Linked DNA regions of Mus musculus: region 2 is linked to region 1. A link is a contact called in public Micro-C data. All regions are on one chromosome and are shown on one strand. The core of a region is the stretch at or near the end of the contact, and the rest is flanking DNA. Distances in the headings are between cores, read along the strand shown. Region 1 overlaps Slc2a1 (solute carrier family 2 (facilitated glucose transporter), member 1). Region 2 overlaps Ybx1 (Y box protein 1).

The links. Hi-C and Micro-C count contacts between places; a contact is called where the count stands out from the background.
Region 2: a contact with region 1 is called in a Micro-C map of embryonic stem cells, with 2.3 times the contacts expected there. The contact joins two enhancer-like sites. A contact is called at or near these places in 1 of 39 promoter capture datasets (cranial neural crest), 2 of 484 Hi-C or Micro-C datasets (both in embryonic stem cells) and 2 of 115 datasets of contacts at active chromatin or transcription factors (embryonic stem cells and epiblast stem cells).

Annotation. Positions count from the first base shown.
Region 1 is chr4:119,118,698-119,125,953 of GRCm38.p6, reverse strand. Slc2a1 (solute carrier family 2 (facilitated glucose transporter), member 1) reads right to left here. Exons shown (of 10, transcript NM_011400.3): 2 at 5,468-5,563. Among named protein-coding and RNA genes, the nearest start is that of Gm12867, 9.8 kb to the left of the region's middle. Within about 2 kb of position 4,518, at least 144 of the 459 cell types and tissues checked have an H3K27ac peak or open chromatin away from gene starts, as enhancers often do. A contact at or near this core is called in embryonic stem cells, where this site is marked.
Region 2 is chr4:119,270,931-119,278,186 of GRCm38.p6, reverse strand. It overlaps Ybx1 (Y box protein 1), which reads left to right. Exons shown (of 8, transcript NM_011732.2): 8 at 1-860. Among named protein-coding and RNA genes, the nearest start is that of Gm12927, 17 kb to the right of the region's middle. Within about 2 kb of position 3,311, at least 57 of the 459 cell types and tissues checked have an H3K27ac peak or open chromatin away from gene starts, as enhancers often do. A contact at or near this core is called in embryonic stem cells, where this site is marked.

The sequences.
Region 1 (7,256 bases), core at 3,269-5,768:
ATAAATACCAAAGGGCTGTCCAGTGCAAAGTACCCGTGGTGCTAAGGTTGAAAAACATCATTAGGGCCAACTGCCACCTCTGCCCTACTGTGCCCGTCCATGTTTCTATTGCGGTCTTTGAACAGCTGACTAGAAGACACTATGATCAAGAGCAGACTTCAACATGGTCTGATTTGAGTGTCACTGCTGCTGGGTGCAGGGAACAAGGGGGGGCTTGCAATGACGGGCTGTGACGGCGTGAGGAATTGCGTAACTATTGTGTGGGAAGTTCTTGAGATAGATCTGTACATGACCGGACTTGACTCAGCTCTGAGCTCAGCACAGTGGGAGTGGGCCAGCAGTGCAACAAGTGTGAGCAAGGGTCCAGGGACAGAAGTAGGGGAAGAAAGAAAGGAGAGGGAGAGGGAAGGAGAGGGAGAGGCAGGGAGAGGGAAGGACACGAGGGAGAGGGAGGGGAAGGGGGACAGTAAGAGGGAGAGAGAGGGGAAGAAGAGAAAGAGAAAGAGAAAATCCACCCCCATTGCTCAGTGCCTGTCTCCCAAAGGTTGAGCACAGAGCATACAACAGAACCAGACCCCCTGGATTTAAACTCCAGCTCTGCTCTGTGCTAGCTGTGTGTCCTTGGTGTAGTTTCATCACATCTCTGTGCTTCTTTCTTACAAAATGGAGGTTATGGGGCCTACTTAGCGAGGTTATCATGAGAACAACTGAAGGACCACCTTTAAGGCACTTAGAATACCTAGAGGAGAAAAAGAAAGCTGTAAGGGTTTGTGTGGTGGACAGCACTATGGCTGTTGGCATCCCCAGAGAGATAAGAGGCTGGTCTCGAGCTTAGAGTAGCTCAGCCCCAGAGGTGCTGGGCTAGGGGTGGGAGGCAGGTTCTCAACTGAGGTTATTTCTGTCACTGGCCAGGCCAGGTCACTTAGGGCAAGGCCTCACTTCCTCTGCACACCAGGATCCTCCCTTGTCAAATAAGAAGGGCTGAGCTAACATCAGGCTCCTCCCAGCAGCCTCTGGGTTCCAGAAATGCCTTTCTCCAGGGTGCTTGGTCCTACCCCTCATCAAGTGTAGGTCAGCCCAGGGTGGTATTTGGGTGTCACTGTCACTTGCTGCCTCCCAGTGGCCAGGCTCCCCTATTCCTCCCCTCCCACCCCAGCTCAGCCCTTCACTTGCCAGCCAACCTTGCTTTCCTCAGCCACGAAAGAAAGACAGTCTAGTCTGTGTGCCAGGTTTACAAGGTGCAGGGAGAGGAGGTAATTTGAGGGCAGGTGCAATATAAACATTTAAGATAATATCATGATTAATTACCGCTTCCGGCAGAAGCCTTTCAGGCCTGTTTTATGGCAAAGAACAAATTCCCAGTGAATGTCTTCTCACTGTGGGCAAAGCTGCTTTGAGAGATGGGCCACCTAGCCTCACTCCCTCAGAGAAGTACTCAGAACAGACAAAAGTACCCAGTGTGGATAGACAGAGTCCACATCAGAGAGCCCCTTCCATGACACTTTTTGCCTAGGCATCTGACCTCCTTGCTGCGGGATCACTCTCCCCCTCCAGGTATGAATGGGCTGCCAAATCCTCATGTCTTTCTGCTGCTGCCCTCCCCTAACCCTCTGCTCTTTTCAAATCGGTTCGACCGGCTGGGGAACACAAATATTTGTAAGAGAACTGCATCTGTACTGACCACGGACAAACTGTTTTGTCTTTAATCCCTAAACAATGCAGCAAGTCCAGCAACTTCTGACCACAGGGCTTCCCTGGTCTCTGATGCAGGTGATGTGGGAAGACACAGTGTGAGGAGGGCTGTGCACGGGCTCGGGCAGCGCTGTGCTACATTCCCTGTGAGGTCTTGACTGTCCAGATTTCAGTACACATGGGGGATGTGAGGGTCCTGAACCGACCCATCACAGATTCCCACCCACTCTCCTCCTAGAAGTCTCCCCCACCATCCCCTCTAGATGGGGTGACCTTAGGAGACTGTGTTGAGTTCGCAGCCCTATCTCCTTGCTGCAGAGGGCGGGGTCTGACAGGCGGGATGCTGGGTAAGTAAGTGCTTGTTGGTTGCCAATGCTGGCAGAATTGAATGGCGCCTTCCTTGGGCAATGGGTCCACTCTGCACTATACTAGCTGGGTCGCATGTCCATGTCCTACCCTTGCTACTTTCATCCTCTCCTCATGATAAATGGAAAAACCCAGCCAGGCTTGTGAGAAGTGTCTGCAAAGCGCAGAAATGGACAGACTAACACCGCTGCGTTTGGCTCAGGAATGTCACTCCATCACGGTCATTCTCAAGTCTGGCTCCTGTCCTTTTGGACAGGTCTCTTATGAGTATTGAGAGAATGGCTGCTCTCATACATGCAACTCACTCGTTTACCTGTCCTCAGACACAGCGAGCAGCAGGTCTGGCCACCTTCACCCCAGCACTGGCCTCCCACCGTTTCTTACTAGCTAGGAAGTCTCCACATCAGACAAACCCATTCCAGCTTTGCTTGCCCCCACCTCCTACCCCCCAGTCTCCCAGGCTCCTGCCCAACAGCTGCCTCCTAAGGACTGCCTAACCTACCTCCTTAGCTTTCTCCTCTCCTCTACTGATGCCTTACAACATGTTTCTAAAAGGAATCTGGAATGATAATAATAATATAAAAAATCCCAACACAAACAGCAACCTTAGGCAAGCCATCCAGCCATTAGGACTTCTCTCTTCTCTACCTACCAAGTCTACTCTCTCTCCCTTCCTCTCTTCAAACTAATGCAAGGAGACATCTTCACACACTGCACATCTAACTGCTCTTTGCAGCCACAAAGCCACCACTGCTATTTCAGCAGTCCAGTTTAGACTGGGTCTCTGCTCCTTTACTGGAGTGTGAGCCTATTACTATGACAAGCACTGCCCTTACAAGGACAGTGGAGAACAAGCTTGACAAAGACCCTCATCCTTCAAGACCTCAGATCTTCCCTCCACCTTGTGAAGTTGCCGTTTCTGGGTCCTATATTCTATACTAGCATTTTGGAAACAGGGTCTTATGTAGACCACACTGGCCTCAGACTTGCTATGTAGCCAAGGTCTTATGTAGAACTCTGGAGCCTCCTGCCTCCACTTCTTACATCTCCACGGGGATTCTAGGTGTACAGCACCATGCCCTGCACTCCTGTTTGGTTTTAGATGTCAGCTTCTCTTCCTAGGGTCCTTTCCATCTGTCACTGGGGATGTCCAAGAGCTGACCTTTGCTCTCTTTACATCACAGATCTTCCCCCATGCCCACCCAGATAGCAGTGACCATCATTCACTCACTCTTCAGCCTGTGAACAAGAAACCACTCAGATCCTCGAGGTGGCCAACAACCTCGTGCCTATAAACTAATTCCTGATACCTTACACCTACAGACTAACTAACTCCTGCCGCCTTGCACCTACTAGCTGCTCCCCTGAACCAGACATGTAAAAGCCATTTTTGAACCCTTTTCCCTCATGTCCCCATACTGAACTTTGACTAAATTACACTTATTTGTGTATGGGGGAGGATACATGTGTATTCTGGCATGTATGTGGTGATCAGAGGACAACTTGTAGGGATCTCTGTTCTTGTCTTCTGCCATGTGGGTCCTGGGAACTAAACTCAGGTTGTCAGGCTTGGTGGCAGGCACCTCAGATTCTGGTCCATCTCTCCAGCAGGCAGCATTTGTTCTTATGGCATTAGTCTGAGTGTCTGACCCCAGCTTACACTCTCAGATCCATCTACTCCAGGTGCATTAATATTTCCAAAGATGCAGATCTGACCAGATCTAACCTCCTCCACAGGCTCAAAGGTCCTCATGATACCCCCTCCCCCCACCTACCCATCTGGCTATGCCAGGACAAGATAGGGGCTGGCTATGCTGTAGATCCAAGATGCTCATGCAAGGACTATAGCGGACCAGTTCTGGCTTGCTGTGAACTCCCAACTTCTCTTCTCCCCCAGCCTACCTTCCTGACATGCCACAATACTCATCCTTCACAGAGGATGTGGCTCTCTGCAATCTGGGCATCTTACTGACTCCCCTGCAGGCCCCCCTGCCCTGCCTTGCCTTTAGAGCATTAGCTGTCTAATTAGCTGTCATTAGCTCACTGTGACCTCAGTTACGACAGGGCCTGACCCACCGCTTGTCAGCTCCGGCTACCCTCAGAAATAGTTAAGGAGCTTGCTTGGCATCCCAAACCAGAACCTGGGTGGTCCAGGGACCCTCAATGTGCAGCAAGCCCATCTCCCTACTTTTTCCCATCTTGTTGTATAGACTTTACATCTGCAGATTCCCCCAAAACAGCTGGCTGCAAAGGACACACTTAGGTGGGAGCTGTCTAAGCACTTAGTAAAAACAAGGTTTGGGATTTGTTCCAAGCATGGGCTCACAGTTGCCATGTTAGATCCTGGAAAAATCCCATCAGGGCTGCTGCAGCTCAGCATGACTCAGCAGCCAAGCCTTCCTAGGGACTTGCTCCCCAGCATCGGGCGTGGCCCCTACAGCCAAGCTCCGCCTACTTGGAAGAAGCCCAGCTCTGATTCTAGTCTGGTGCCCTGGTCCCGAGAGAGGCACTCTCACACTCACTGTCTAGCCTCCTCAGCCTGGGTAGTGAGCATGTCTGACAGGAGGGCTGACTACCTCTACTCCATGAGCCCTGTGAAAGTGGGAATTGTTAAAGGACAAGAGAGTGGGTCAGGAAAGGAAGGCAGCCTGAGGCTATGGAAACAAAGAGCTTGGCTGAGATGCCACCATTCACCAGTACATGACCTTACCCACAGGTCATTTCATCAGCCTGAGTCTGTAAAATAGAACTCACCACCAACGTCATAAACACACGTAAGATGCCCAGTGTAAAGGAGGCGCTGCGACAGCCTCCAGGTCTGTCCCTCACCTGTGTTCCTCTTCTCTCAGAACAAGGAGGTGAATGCCACAGTCATTTCCAGTCTAAACACCCAGAGAGAACACAAGTGGGGGCAGATCTGAGGTGTGCAATGGGGAGAAGGAAGCCAGGCCGAGCTCCTGCAGCACCTCAGGGTGAGATGCCATGTTTACTTAAATTGACCTGGGACCTCCAGGGACAGGAAGCCGTTACAGTCTGGAACTGGACTATGCTGTAAGTGGCTGGCGTGTGAGAACATAAAAACTGCACGACAGGGTGGCACTGGGGAAGGCTCCTCTTCTCTGACCATTTCCCCCACTGCCTGCCCACTTGCCCAGCAACAGATGTGGAGCTTTCAGGAGCCCCAAATACTATATAAATGAAATTCCACTATACTGATCAGTGTAAATGTCTGTGCTGTTTGGGAAACAGTCAAGACAGCCTACCACAGTAGCACCATTCTATGGCCCTGGGATTCTAGAATTCCAGCTGGGAGGGAAGATGGTCAGTTGATGTCAATGATGGACACCGAGGTGGCACCATGAATGTGTGTGGGTGATGGTATATATGGGGAGTGGCATAGCACACTTACCTTCTGGGGGGCGTTGATGACACCAGTGTTATAGCCGAACTGCAGTGATCCGAGCACTGCTCCTCCCACAGCCAACATGAGGCGGCCCGTCACCTTCTGCAGGAAGAAACCACAGGGTTACAGGCATGTCTGGGCCCAGAGTACTACAGAGCAAAGTCAATGCTGGCAGGTTCCCATGTTCAGATATGCCTCGCCTGACTCCTGGCAACACATTTGTCCTTCTCCCAGGAAACCTGGCTACTTCCTGGCCTCAGGTGCCCAAACCTGCCCAGCTGACTTCTAGACTTCTCTGAGGAGAGAGAGCAATCAGGTTTTTCTTTATGCAGTTAGAGAGCCTTTGGCTTTCCAAGGTCTCACTACCCAGGTAGGAGTGATACTTACATTTCAGGTAGCCCCACATTGTGGGAGGAAGAGGAACCAACCTTCCCTCCCTCACCAGGAAGGCCAAACTGAATGAAAGGGACAGTGCAGATGGGGAAGAAAGGCTCTGGATTCAAAGCCAAGGGCAATGGCCTGAGTCTAGCCAATAGGAATTCTTGCAGGCTAGCTGGGTTTCCCTGCCCCACTGCCTCCCTACCCTCCATGTGCCTATCTGCAAAATGGGAACAGTCACATTGTTCAGCACTGGAGACATGACCCTGCCCTTCTCTAGCCTTCCTACCCTTCACTGGGGAGAAAACAAAAGTTCTTGAGAGCTCAGAGCAAGAGATCAAAGTTCCAATCTACTCAGGGGTCTGCAGCAGCGTCAGGATCAGAATACAGGGCCCTGGAGTCCTCACTGAGTGCTCCTCACACCAACGCCCCCACCCCTACCCCCTGCAAACCATGAGCTTTCATTTCAGGGTGAATTGTACCAGATAACAGAAATACGATTCAAAAAGTACATGACCCGAAGTGACTAAGGGACAAAGGGTTGAAGGCAGCAGGAAGGGATAAGGCCAGCAGGTGAAAGGGCCTGTTTACACAGAGGTGGAAGGCCAGTGAGGTGTCCACCTGAATAGACAAAGTTAGGGACTCTCCAGCTCTTCAAACGAAGAAGCCAAGAAATATAACTTGAGGCAGGCCCTTGACTGGCTGTGGGAAAAGAGAGCTGGGGACTCATGCCAAAACCAAAGAAATAGACCAGCATCTACGGATGCAGAACACCCGCATGGCGCTGGGCTGGGCGATTCGGGTCCAAGAGGGAAGCCTAAGATCAGGAGCCGTGCGAGACTCTGTCTAGGATAGTGTGTGATAGTTTTAGCTGGGTTTCAGCCTTGTGTGAGCGTCTGGGCCTGTCTCCCCACAGTACCCAGAAGCTGCCCTGACTTCTAGATTGTTAGATAGAGCTGGGCGTAGCCCTTAAGCAGACTTGTTCCCAGGTCTTCTCATTTTCCAGAAGCCTGAAAGACAAGGACTGCCAAAGCTATAGTTCTCACATGAAACTCTGAGAAAGAGGAAGGCCTGTGTCTGCTCCAGTGGACACAGAATGTTGGAGCCTGCCTTCGAATGGTCTGTCTGTCTGTTTCTCCTTGACTGACCTTGCAAAGTCATTCTTTACTGCGCCACTTCCCTTCAACTCCCATCCTCTGTGAACTCAGTCAAAAGGCATGGCCTCTCACATCTCCTGTCTCCCAGCTCTCTAGGGAGCCTCCAGACCCAGTGCTGCGGGGTGAGTGGGCAGGGAGTACATGACAAGCTTCTGGGAGCCACAGCCGAGCCAAGAGTCATCAGGTGACCAGTGGGACTTATGAGGCTGTGGTAAACATCAGTGACAGAGCTCAATGGTGACAGCTGAGCCCCACCATAT
Region 2 (7,256 bases), core at 2,062-4,561, 150 kb before region 1:
TAATGACAAACGTGTTTTTTAAGAAAAAAAAAAAAAAGGCCTGGTTTTTCTCAATACACCTTTAACGGTTTTTAAATTGTTTCATATCTGGTCAAGTTGAGATTTTTAAGAACTTCATTTTTAATTTGTAATAAAGTTTACAACTTGATTTTTTCAAAAAAGTCAACAAACTGCAAGCACCTGTTAATAAAGGTCTTAAATAATAATGTCTAGTTTTGTCATAATTGAGTACTCTCTCCCACTTTTAGAATAACAGGTAACACCAGCAGTAAGCAGTCTGTCAGGAGTGCTGTGAGGCATCAGCTGTAGCCACGTGAGTGGGGTAGAGAAGCTTTGTGGGGCCGGGCTAGTCTGGGGTGTTTCCCTCTAGAGAAGCTCCAGGGCGAGCGCACTGGCATCGCACTAAAGAACTGCTGCTGAGTGGGGACTAATGGCTGCTAGTTGTCCGCCAAGTCCATCAACTTTTTAGGCCAATTCTTTGTAGTAGAAACTAATAGGAATTGATGAAAGACTTCAGCAGCCCTATTAACATAAACACACAGAGACATGTTAGTGTTAGCTCATACCAGTCATGGTGACTGCTGTAAATACTCTGCTGTCAAGAGCATAGTGAAAGAATTCCTGGGTAAGATTCACAGGTGTGAGTTTACCGATAACAGACAGTGTTGGTTAAAACCTAATGTTGGGGGCCGGGTGTGGTGGCGCACGCCTTTAATCCCAGCACTCGGGAGGTAGAGGCAGGCGGATTTCTAAATTCGAGGCCAGCCTGGTCTACAGAGTGAGTTCCAGGACAGCCAGAGCTACACAGAGAAACCCTGTCTCAAAAAATAAATAAATAAATAAATAAATAAATAAAACCTATTGTTGATTGTGTTTAATATGCTAATGAATTTTCTAGGTACAACCATGAATATACGTGCATAGACCCTCTTTCAGGTCATTTTACATTAAAATAGTAACAGCTGAGTCACCTGAGAAACATAGAATCTGGTAGTTTCTTAGTCCTTAAAGCTAGGTGCCTCAGCATTCCAGCCAAGAACCTGGAAGTTTCCTGGAGAGCTCTATGTCTTCAGTTCAAAGTAGAAGCTTGCAAGTATGTCTTGTGGTATTGGGAAAAGAATCAAGCAGTAGAGCAGAGCAGCAGCAAGAAGGCCCCCTCTTTATCTGGTTACTACCACAATTTGGGATGGGACTTCCTATGATGATAATAATAAAATATGAAAATAGTAAATGTGATCCTAATCTAACTAGGAAGGAGAATGACCCAGGGGCTATTATAGAATTGTTCTGCATACCAAGTCTTTCTCCACCCCACCCCCCTGAGATTGATTTATTATTATACATAAGTACACTGTAGCACACCAGAAGAGGGCGTCAGATCTCAATTACAGGTGGTTGTGAGCCACCATGTGGTTACTGGGAATTGAACTCAGGACCTCTGGAAAAGCGCTCAGTGCTCTTACCCTCTGAGCCATCTCGCCAGCCCGCAGACCAAGCCTGGATGTGTGATAGAAACATACATCCAGGCTGGTATGTTGATGAAAATGTGTGTCACAGACATGTGGCTACTGAAGTTGATAGTCAAGGACATAAATGGTGACCAGAGAAATATGTAATCCAAAAGGGAACTCAGATGCTGAATCATCAAAGCCAAATATTGAGAACATTGCGGTGGGCTGGACATGGTGCCACCAATCTTTAATCCCAGCATTGGGGGCGGTGGGGGGGCAGAATTGGGCAGACCTCTTAGGAGTTTTGAGGCCATCCTCAAATGAGTTCAAGGACTACACAGAAAGCCTGTGTTGGAGAAAAGGGAGGGAGGCTGCTATTGACTTTTAAGAGGAAAAAAACAACAAAAACATTTAATTGGGTTTGTACAGTATCAGTGGGTTAGAATAGACTTCTATAACCTCACCTATATAGGCCAGACTTGAATTGACTGAGGTTCACCTGCCTCTGTCTTTAAGCTAGGACTAAAAGCATTTGCTACTGCATCTTGTGAAAGCTTACAACAACCCACAAGGCAGGTCACAAACCTAAAACAGCTGCAAGTCTTTATCAAAACCCATTCCCACCAGGCATGGTGGCACAAGCCTTTAATCCCAGCACTTGGGAGGCAGAGGCAGGCCAGTTTCTGAGTTCAAGGCTAGCCTGGTCTACAGAGTGAGTTCCAGGACAGACAGGGCTACACAGAGAAAAACCCTGTCTCGAAACTCCCCCCCCCCCCAAAAAAAAAAAAAAAAAAAAAAAAAAAAAACAAACACAAACCATTCCCAGTGATCTCCTAATTCCCAGAGAGCCAACTGGTGACCCAGGTATTAAACAAGTGCCCCATGAGGGCCACTTTTATTAAAATCACTACTGTCTTTCAGAAGTCCTAGTCTTTTATCACATTCTCCATATCCAATTGGTGTAATTTCCGTGGACTTTAACAGAAACAGCACACAGCCACCCCAGACTGTGCCCAGGCCTCCACTGACACACAAAGCAGGAGCCGTCTGTGTAAGCTGTCTGCTGCATGTTTTCCACATTAGTGCAAGGGACCTACCAAGTTCTGGTGGAGTGCCCAGGACACAGGCAGGAGGGTCTCTTATGAGGCCAGGCTGATCTACATAGCTCTAGACTAGCCAGGACTACATAGACCCTGCCTCAAAAAGAACCAAAGCTAGCTAGTCTAGAAATACAAGATCTCAGTCAGTGTTCTACAGACTCACTGTGCTCTATTCTATTCCTGTGTCCACTGTTTGTTCCAGTTTCCTTTTCCTGGAACATGTGAGGCACTATCCCCACCACAAGGCGTTTCCTCTTGGCTGTAACTGTTCCTGCAGATAACCAAATGTCTTTCTCCTCCCGGTTCTTAAAAGACCATGGTTTAGGAAGACATTTCTAATGTGTTTAGATGCAGCATCCTCTCTCTGTGTACAAGTTCTCATGCTCTTCTGGATTCCTGCTCTAATTCAGCTTGTTCCTAACACAGCCTATCAGCATCTACTACTTGATTTTGCTGTCTGTTTGCTGTCTGTCCCTGATAGACCGGAAGCTCCTTAGGGGGAGGGGGTCTTATGGCTTGCTTGAGTTCAGAACAAAATAATTGAACCTGTTACTTACTTTGAATAATAACCTAGAGTAGGTTTGGAAGTGGGGTGAAGTGACGGCCATAGCTTAGCTAGACGGGAAGAAGAGCAATGTTATTGCAGGTTAGACTGCTGTTACATCATGCCATAAATTGGGTAGGTGCCTTAAGCAGCACTTCTGAAGGTTAGCAAGTCCAAGATGAATGTAAGCCTTGTGATAGGGCTTACAGTCATAAGAATGGTTACCTTCCTGCTCTGTCCACAGGACAGAGGAACCACTCCCACTTTGAGGGCCCTACCCTTATGACCTCATCCAAATTGAATGGCTTCCTGCCATGGCTTAGATCTGGAATATACCCAAAAGTCTCATTGACAGCTCTGTTGCCATTAGCACTATTGGGAAGGAGGGATGCCTAGCTGAAGGTCTCTTTACCAAGGGACATTCCTTCAGAGAAGGGTGTATGCCTCTTTTCTGTCTTGGACCATGAGGCAAAACGACTTTGCTCTGCCATAATTCCTCTAATATGTCAAGACTGCCTCACCACAGGCCCAGAAGTAAGAGGAAGAGGGGCAAAATAAATGGTCATGAACAAAACCCTGAAACACTAAACTTCCTTAAGTGGGTTGTCTGAGGACTGACCTGGAGATAGTGCTCAGCATTGAATTGAATCTGTCTTGTGCTTGCATGCAGCTAAGTGAAGCAAGCACTCTACCAGTCGGGTTCAGGATTTGATTACTGAAAGTTCATGTGCCTCCCCAGCATCACCACGGGCTCTTGCAATGGCAGCTGGGGCTTCAACATGAATGGGCTGAGGGGTCACCCTGACAGTTTACCTACTGCATGGTATAGTTGGCACATTAACCAAGTAAGAGCCTCCTGAAAGTGAAAGTGGATTAGTTACACTGGAGTGAGATTTATGTTACATGCTGGCCTCGAACTCAGATCCTTCTGGCTCGTCACCCATTTTGTGACAGTAAGATGAAGAACCTGAGCTTGTTCTGTCAGTGCCTTAATTAATATTAATTCTGAAATGAGGTAACTTGAATGCTGAACTGAGATGCCGTGGCAGGCCTCTTGGCTAGTGACCCAGTAGACATGTGAAATTTGCTTTATTCAACTCTTGTAGCTAGAGTTAGTCCTATGACCTAGAAAACTTAGTAAGACATTGGAATGGAAAATAATGGCAATACGATAAATAATGGTCACATAAAAGCCTCTGCTTCCTCTCTCAGAGGGCCCTGGCTGTCCTGAAACTTGGCTCTGTAGACCAGGCTGGGATTAAAGGCATGTGTTACCACTGCCTGACAACTTTCTGTTTTTGTTTACATTTATTTTATATATATGAGTACAGTGCAGCTGTCTTCAGACATACCAGAAGAGGCCATTGGATCCTGTTACAGGTGGTTGTGAGCCACCATGTGGTTGCTAGGAATTGAACTCAGAACCTCTGGAAGAGCAGTCAGTGCTCTTAACCACCGAGTCATCTCTGTAGCTCAACTTTTTGGTTTTTTTATGAAACTCATACAGACCAGGCTAGTTTCAAACCTGTCTGCTGCTACCTTCTGAGTGCTGGAAGCTATGTCACTATCCCCACGTATGTGTTGTATGTGTGGTGCTTGGTACCAAACTGAGGGCCATGGATGTGCTAACAAGTGTTCCATCACCAAGCTACATCCGTAGTACTTGGCTTTTTGAGACTGAGTGACCCTATGTGGCAGGAACTGGCCTCAGCCTTCAGTCAATCCTCTGTCTTACAGACTACCATTATGTCTGCGCCACTGTCCAGCTCTGAAACACCTATTTCTGGGGTATTTTTGTTTTGGGGTGTTTTTGTTTTGTTTTTTTGTTTTTGTTTTTTTGGAAACAGGATTTCTGTGCAGCCCTGGCTGTCCTGGAACTCACTTTATAGACCAGGCTGGCCTCGAACTCAGAAATCCGCCTGCCTCTGCCTCCCAAGTACTGGGATTAAAGGCATGTGCCACCACTGCCCGGCATATTTCTAGGGTGTTTGTTTGTTTGTTTGTTTGTTTGTTTTGAGACAGGATTTCTCTGTAAAATGCCTTGCCTGTCCTAGAACTGACAGAGATCTGCCTGGCTCTGTCCTGAGTGCCAGGACTAAAGGTGTGCATTACCAGTACCCAGTTTTTTTTTTCTTTAGTTACTTAAAGTCGTGAAAGACTTGCTAGAGTTAATGATACCTAACAAAATGACAAAAATACAGAGCCGGGGGATGCCCACTCCAGTCAATCCCAGCACTGGGGAGGCAGAGGCAGGCTGATTCCTGGTCTACAGATGGAATTCTATATCAGCTAGGGCTATGCAAAGAGATTCCGATCTCCCTTATGAACTATAGAGATAGTTTACAAGAGAATGTGGACTTCTGACTACAGGAGACATAAATGAGGAAGAAGTCCAGTTCTTTGCCACATTGTCTGGGACCCAGGCTACCTAAGTGAGCCCGTGCTGATAGCTGCTTGGTGATATTTTTAAGGTAGACTTCTTCTTAGACTTGTTCTCCGACAGTAACCGCCCCAAGAACTCATGGTGGCCTTGCCAGACTTTCCCTAGACTACCTGGTGGTATTCTAGAACCTGTTGTATTCTCTCTGCTGTGGAAAAATGCCTGGCAAGGGGAGCAGCTGAGCTGCCCCGTTTTTGCTGGCAGCGTGAGGGCACAGGCCTATAATGTACAAGCAGGAACTTGAGGCAGCTGTTCCTGTCACATCCTGTGTGAGGAGCCTAAGGCAGACAACTGCACTGCTTGCTTTTTTTCCGATTTGATTTTCTTTAGCATGGCAGTGTGAATGAACAATGTTCCCTGTGATCTCAGATACTTACACACTTAGTACCCAGTTAATGGTACTGTTTGGGGAGAATTAGGATATGGTCTCATTTGTAAATTCCCATGGCTGTGGTGTTTTATCAACAGCATAAGAAGAGTACAGACTGGGACCCCAGCCCGTAGAATGGCTTTCCCCCAATTAGGGTGTGTGTGTGTGTGTGTGTGTGTGTAGCATACATGTATATGCATGTAAATTTGTGGGGCCCGCATGTGTAGACCAGAGCAGAATATTGAGTGTCTTATCATGGTGTGCCTCGACTGCCTTGGGCCAGAGCCTCACCAGACTAGAAGTCCATCACTCAAGGACAGGCTATCTAGCCAAGAAGCTCCCAGGATCTGCCCATTTCTACCTCCCAGTGATGGATTCTCAGGTATGCAGTGATGCTGGCTTTTAACACATGTTGGGATTTCACCTGATAATTACAGAACTGATGCTCTTGACCACTGGGTGTCTCCTCAGCCTACAGTGGGTTTTCACTCAATGAGTCCAGGCTAGAAACTCCTTGGGGGGGGGGGGGGGGGTTGACTCAGTAATTAGGAATACTGGTTTATCTTCCTGAGGACCCAGGTTCAATTCCCAGCACCTACATGGTTGCTCACAAGTGTCTGTGACTCCTCTTGCAGGGTGTGATGGTTTGTATATCCTTGGACCAGGGAGTGGTATCATCTGAAGGTGTGGCCTTGTTGGAATAGGTGTGACCTGGTTGGAATGGGTGTGTCACTGTGGGTATGGGCCTCACCCTAGTTGCCTGGAAGTCAGTCTTCCACTAGCAGCCTTTGGATGAAGACATAGAACTCTCAGCTCTACCTGCGCCATGCCTGCCTGGATTCTGCCATGCTCCCACCTTGATGATAATGGACTGAACCTCTGAATCTGTAAGCCAGCCCCAATTAAATGTTGTTTTATTAAGACTTGCCTTGGTCATGGTGTCTGTTCACAGCAGTAAAACCCTAACTAAGACTCGGGATCTGCCATGTGCACATACTCTCTCACCCACAAACACACACACACTGATTCCATTACAGATGGTTGTGAGCCACCATGTGGTTGCTGAGAATTGAACTCAGGACCCTGGGAAGAACAGTCAGTGCTCTTAACCTCTAAGCCATCTCTCCAGTCTCAGGTTGACAATATTAATGTCACAGATAATTCACTTACATTTTTACTCAACAAACTGTTGGGCTCTGTCCTTGCTCCTCCATTTTCTTTGACAAACATTTCCTTAGTAAAATTCTCACATCTAGTCCTTGAGGGCTTATTGCTTGGAGTACCCAGACACCAAGGGAGACAGAGTGAGGAAACGAGGGGCTGGGCATAGGTTAGGTGTGGTGATGCATGC